2 separate regions of the Sus scrofa genome follow, and region 1 is linked to region 2. A link is a contact called in public Hi-C data. All regions are on one chromosome and are shown on one strand. Each heading gives the region's core, a stretch centred on a gene start, on an enhancer-like site or on the middle of the called end of the contact. The rest is flanking DNA. Distances are from core to core; before and after follow the strand shown. Region 1 overlaps MGAM (maltase-glucoamylase, intestinal). Region 2 overlaps MGAM2 (putative maltase-glucoamylase-like protein FLJ16351).

The links. Hi-C and Micro-C count contacts between places; a contact is called where the count stands out from the background.
Region 1: a contact with region 2 is called in a Hi-C map of liver, with 1.9 times the contacts expected there. The contact joins two enhancer-like sites. A contact is called at or near these places in 2 of 5 promoter capture datasets (fetal skeletal muscle and liver) and 15 of 47 Hi-C or Micro-C datasets (embryonic fibroblasts, fetal heart ventricle, fetal liver and 6 more).

The regions. Positions count from the first base shown.
Region 1 is chr18:7,901,286-7,903,985 of Sscrofa11.1, reverse strand. MGAM (maltase-glucoamylase, intestinal) reads left to right here. Exons shown (of 48, transcript XM_021079097.1): 32 at 1,223-1,351; 33 at 1,708-1,818; 34 at 2,139-2,201. Among named protein-coding and RNA genes, the nearest start is that of MGAM2, 39 kb to the right of the region's middle. Within about 2 kb of position 1,290, at least 2 of the 83 cell types and tissues checked have an H3K27ac peak or open chromatin away from gene starts, as enhancers often do. A contact at or near this core is called in liver, where this site is marked.
Region 2 is chr18:7,795,083-7,797,782 of Sscrofa11.1, reverse strand. MGAM2 (putative maltase-glucoamylase-like protein FLJ16351) reads left to right here. Exons shown (of 49, transcript XM_021079095.1): 33 at 160-267. Among named protein-coding and RNA genes, the nearest start is that of MGAM2, 67 kb to the left of the region's middle. Within about 2 kb of position 1,297, at least 1 of the 83 cell types and tissues checked has an H3K27ac peak or open chromatin away from gene starts, as enhancers often do. A contact at or near this core is called in liver, where this site is marked.

The DNA.
Region 1 (2,700 bases), core at 41-2,540, 110 kb before region 2:
CAAAGGAGGGGGACATTGGGCCAGTTGTAGGGCTCTTCTGCTACACCATGCTTCCGTTCCCTTCACGTGACTTCACAACCTCTGGTCAAAAACATCCTTGGTACCATAGAAATAAAAGGTTGCTCAACCAGTAGTTTAACTTAAAAGAAATTGACCCAAATTCAGTCAGACCATCGTGAATATAGATATAACCTCAATTCCAATACTTTTCCAATGTTGAAGCCCAGTGTTCCCACAGCTTTGTGCTAATTCCTGGTTGTATGTAGGGATCTTGACTGCTTTCCAGAGGAAAAACATAGGGAAACAAACTCTGCCTTCAGCTGAAGACAAGGAGGTCCACTCAGTAGAGAAGTGGTTCCATAAACCATTTACAGATCCAGTTTTATTCTCTTGCTTTTCTATTGTGTAAAATTGTTCTTATTAATGGAAAGTATGCATGAAATATTTTATTCTTTTTTTGATGTTCATGTTTTAATGGTATAAGGGAAAATATATAAATTATGTTAGGATTGCTAACGACAATGAATGTTTTGAGAAAATGATGCTTCTGTACACCTGAGAGTCTATATTTTTATGAGTCTCACAGTTAGGAAATACATAACCTGCACTACAAAACACGCATGCCAGTCAGCTGTAGAATGAGACCCCACTGTGCAAACATCAATGCAGAATTGTTTTCTTTTCCTTAGCTCTATTTTAGCTTCTTCATGAAGCTTTAATTTCAATAACATGTAATATTTTATTCTTAATAAGACAGCTGTGTCTGACAACTTCTAGGATTGGTTTCTAAAGCAATTACATGTGCTTTTGTTTTGTTTTTAGTGGATTTACTATCCATGCTGTATTAGTACTGGATAGTTTATGTTATTTTCTCTGATTCTGAACCACTGATGCCAGCGGCAGCCTCTTGGGGGAGGTGACACAATCAACCCTTATACTGGCCCTTTGCAAAGCACTTTCTCACCTGCTGTTTTCATTCATGCCTGTAGCCCTGCCAGGTTGGCATTATCATCCTATTTTTTTTGCTAATTTAGTTTTATTTTTGTATTTCACAACTGAAAATTTGAAAATCAGGTGAATTTTCCAGAACCTAATACCTAATGAATAACCGAAGTGGGATTTGAAAGAATCAAAAAGATGCCACTGAAATTCACCATTGGTTAGAGGATCATTGTTCTTATCTGGAACCTGGACTTTGCAAGTTTCCTTTGTCCTCCTCCAGGACGTGCAGTACTCGGACATCGACTACATGGAGCGGCAGCTGGACTTCACCCTCAGCCCCAAGTTTGATGGATTTCCAGCTCTGATTAACCGCATGAAGGCCAACGGCATGCGGGTCATCCTCATTCTGGTTAGTCCTGTGTGCCTGAAAGGAGTCCGCCTGGAGGAATGGATGGGGTTTGGTGGAGAAAGCTTTGTACTGTGTTTCCTTCCACACCATGAGCAGAGAAACTGAGATTCAGTAAGAAAGGTGTATTTTCCCAGATTCACAGAAGCTCTACAGCTCAGGTGGAAGCTGGCACCTTCCCTTTTGAGGAATGCTCTCTCTCTCTGTCTCTCTCTGTCTCTCTGTCTCTCTCTCTCTCTCTCTCTGTCTCTCTCTCTCTGTCTCTCTCTGTCTCTGTCTCTCTCTCTGTCTCTCTCTCTCTCTGTTCCGGGTCATTCTCTGGCTTTGGTTTTCTCACCTGACCTGTGCTTTGATTTCAGGACCCAGCCATTTCTGGTAACGAGACAAAACCCTACCCGCCGTTCACGCGGGGTGTGGAAGATGATGTCTTCATCAAATATCCAAATGATGGGAGCATTGTCTGGGGAAAGGTAGGCTCTTAGCAGGGATGCCCTAAAACCCCCAGCCTGGGGGTGGGAGCTGTAGTGTTTTTGCACTGTTTTTTTTTTCTTTTGCCTTTTCCATTTGGACTCTGAGGTCAGAAGTGTTCATTTTTTTCAGTCAGTGTTTGTCAACACCATCAAGGAATTTTTAAGGTGTGAAAGTGTATTGTGGGATCCACTTTTCTCTAGATCAGTCCTACAGGAAAATCAAAGTATTGTCACCCTTTGGGTGTGGTTTATAGTGTTTTGGGAAATACTGTGAGAAAAAGCACTTAGCACATTGCTTTTGAATGTTTTTCTCTCCACAGGTCTGGCCTGATTTTCCTGATATCTTTGTGAACTCATCTCTTGACTGGGACAGTCAAGTGGAGGTAAAAGGCCCTTTGTGGATGTTGGGTGAAGTTAGGCTGCCAGGAAGGCACAGCCGTACTCAGGATACTGGCCATCCATCCCTGTGCCATGGGCATGGGCAACGTGAGGGAATTCACATAGGGCACATGGCCTATATGTCTGCCTGTGTGCCAATCACCTTATGTGTAATATTTTACCCCATTTGACAGATGGGTATTATAATCTTTGCATAACTAAGACTCAGAAAGTTTAAGGTACTTGTGTGCATGGTCTTAGCTGACAGAGTGGTGATTTCAAATCCAAGGCTGTCAGATTCCCAACATCCATGAAATTTCTTAGAATGGCACCTCTAAGAAACCCTATCTTTTGCCTAAATTGGTGTATTTACTGTTGTTTTTATTATTGTTGCTTTTGTGGTTGTTGTTGCCTTGAGTTTTCCTTTTAAACAGACTCCCACCCCTGTCTTTAGTGATTGGATACTTTTCTCTGTACATCTTTTTATCATGGGCAGCCTCCCCC
Region 2 (2,700 bases), core at 48-2,547:
TATTAATTGATCTCTCATTTGTCCATGGGTGTGTGTGTGTGTGTGTGTGTGATACTGAGCTTCACCATTTTTTCTGCACTGTGAATTGTTAAAAATTTTAGGGGACTTTTTGTGGGGATGTTTTTCTCATGCTTGCTGTTCTAAACCCTTTCATTGCAGGATCCAGCCATTTCTGGCAATGAGACCCAGTATCTCACATTCACCAGAGGGCAGGAAAACAACGTATTCATCAAATGGCCAGACAACAGTGATATTGTCTGGGGAAAGGTAAGGCTTAGGGGCCTGTAATTAATCAGCATCACAATGTCTTGATTAAAAGAGGCTCTTGGGGAGTTCCCATCATGGCACAGTGGTTAACAAATCCGACTAGGAACCCTGAGGCTGTGGGTTCCGATTCCTGCCCTTGCTCAGTGGGTTAAGGATCCGGCGTTGCTGTGAGCTCTGGTGCAGGTTGCAGACGCGGCTCGGATCTGGCGTTGCTGTGGCTCTGGCGTAGACCGGCGTCTACAGCTCCGATGAGACCCCTAGCCTGGGAACCTCCATATGCTGTGAGTGTGGCCATAGAAAAGACAAAAATAAAAGAGGTTCTTGGGAGTTCTCTGGTTGCCTAGTGGTTTAAGATTCAGTATCGTCCCGGCTGCGGCTCATGTTCGATCCCTGGCCCAAGAGCTTCCGCATGTCATGGTTGTAGCCAAAATAAATAGATACATACACACATACATGTAAGATAAAAGAGGCTTTTAGTAAATCTTGGTAAAATATAGGGAGTAATTTGGAGTTCCTGCCATGACGCAGTGGGTTATTGATCCTGCTTATCTCTGTGGAGTCACCAATTCGATCCCTGGCCCTGCGCGGTGGGTTAGCTATCCAGCATTGCTGCTGCTGTGGCCTAGGTCGCAGCTTGGATTTGATCGCAGGCCTGGGAACTTCCATATTCCACAGGTGCAGCCAAAAATATATGTATATAAAATAAATATATATATATGTACACGCACACACATATATATATACACACATACACACACACGTATATGTAAGTTATGAATAAGTAGAAATCTGTTGCTTTTTAGCTTGATAAATATGAATAAGACCAAGGTTTCAGGTCTAATCCTCTAAGATATCAGTAAGCTCTGTTTATCGTCTGGAAGTTTGCCAACACCCCACCCTCATGTTTCCCAGCTGGTCATTTAACAAACATGAAGACTCCTTTCGGGAATGGCTCGGCAGTCTGTCTCCCAGTCACTCACTCTCATCTTTGACCCAGGAAGCTTAATCAACATCTAACTAAATCACTACATGTCATTGATTATTTTCCTCTTATCTCCTTTAATTCCCTTGTGTGGCCTCAATCCTTATCCTCATGGTTTGATTCATAGCAACAAGATTTTAAGTGAACTTCCTGACTCCAGGTGACAGTAGCTCTTAGCCAGAATTGAACTGCTCCGTAATAATCCTGTGTCACTTCCCCTTGCCCTGGGCACCTGTGGTGCTCACTGTGCCTTTGAATGCTTCCTCCCCAGCTTACCCCAGTAATATCTGCCCTTCAAGACCAACTCCAATAGTCCCCCTTAGGAGTTCCCATCATGGCTCAGCAGTTAAAGAATCTGACTGGCATCCATGAGGACGCAGGTTCAATCTCTGGCCTCGCTCGGTGGGTTAAGGATCCAGCATTGCCATGAACTGTGGTGTAGGTCACAGATGCAGCTTGGATCTGGTGTTGCTGTGGCTGTGGCATAGGCCAGCGACCATAGCTCTGATTCAGCTCCTAGCTTGGGAACTTCCATATGCTGCGGGTGCGGCCTTAACAAAAAAGATTAAAAAAAAAATTTAAAAAAATAGTCCCCCTTAGAAAGCAAAGACTAGCTTTTTTCTCCCTTTTCTGTATCATTGCCCTCAAAGAGTATTGCACACAACTTAGCTCGTTATGTTCCATACGTGAATTAGAAAATAAGGACTATTTCCTACTTAAATCTCATTAGATACAGACCATAGAAGAGTGCCTAGCATATAGTAAATGCTCATTTAATCAATGTATATAGTTAATATCCTTCTAATTATAGATGAAATTGGTTGATACTATGGCATTTTTTTTTCTCTTTCTTTTGTCCTTTTTAGGGCCACACCCACAGCACATGGAGGTTCCCAGGCTAGGGGTCGAATCAGAGCTGTAGACACTGGCCTACATCAGAGCCACAGTAATGCCAGATCTGAGCCTCGTCTGCGACCTACACCACAGCTCATGGCAACACAGGATCCTTAACCCACTGAGCAAGGCCAGGGATCGAACCCACAACTTAATAGTTCCTAGTTGGATTTGTGTCCGCTGCCCCACAATGGGAACTCCTATGGCATTTTTAATGATGCTTGTACTTGGGGTCCCTAGAAACTCATGGTACTGCTTAAAAGCACTGAGACTAAGTTTACAGCTTGTGAATGGAAATCAATCTTATTCCTTTAAATTCAGACTTAACATTTATTTTTCGTAAGAGGAATCTGGTTATAAGTCTATGACAGATAGCAGTGAGAACTGAATAATCATTTGCAAGGTGATTATTCAGAGGGTGTGTTTCAAATGGGTTTAGTCAATCATGACATTCAAAAATAAAATTTTAGGAGTTCCCCTTGTGGCTCAGCAGTTAACGAACCCGACTAGTATCCATGACGATGCAGGTTCAATCCCTGGCCTCCCTCAGTGGGTTA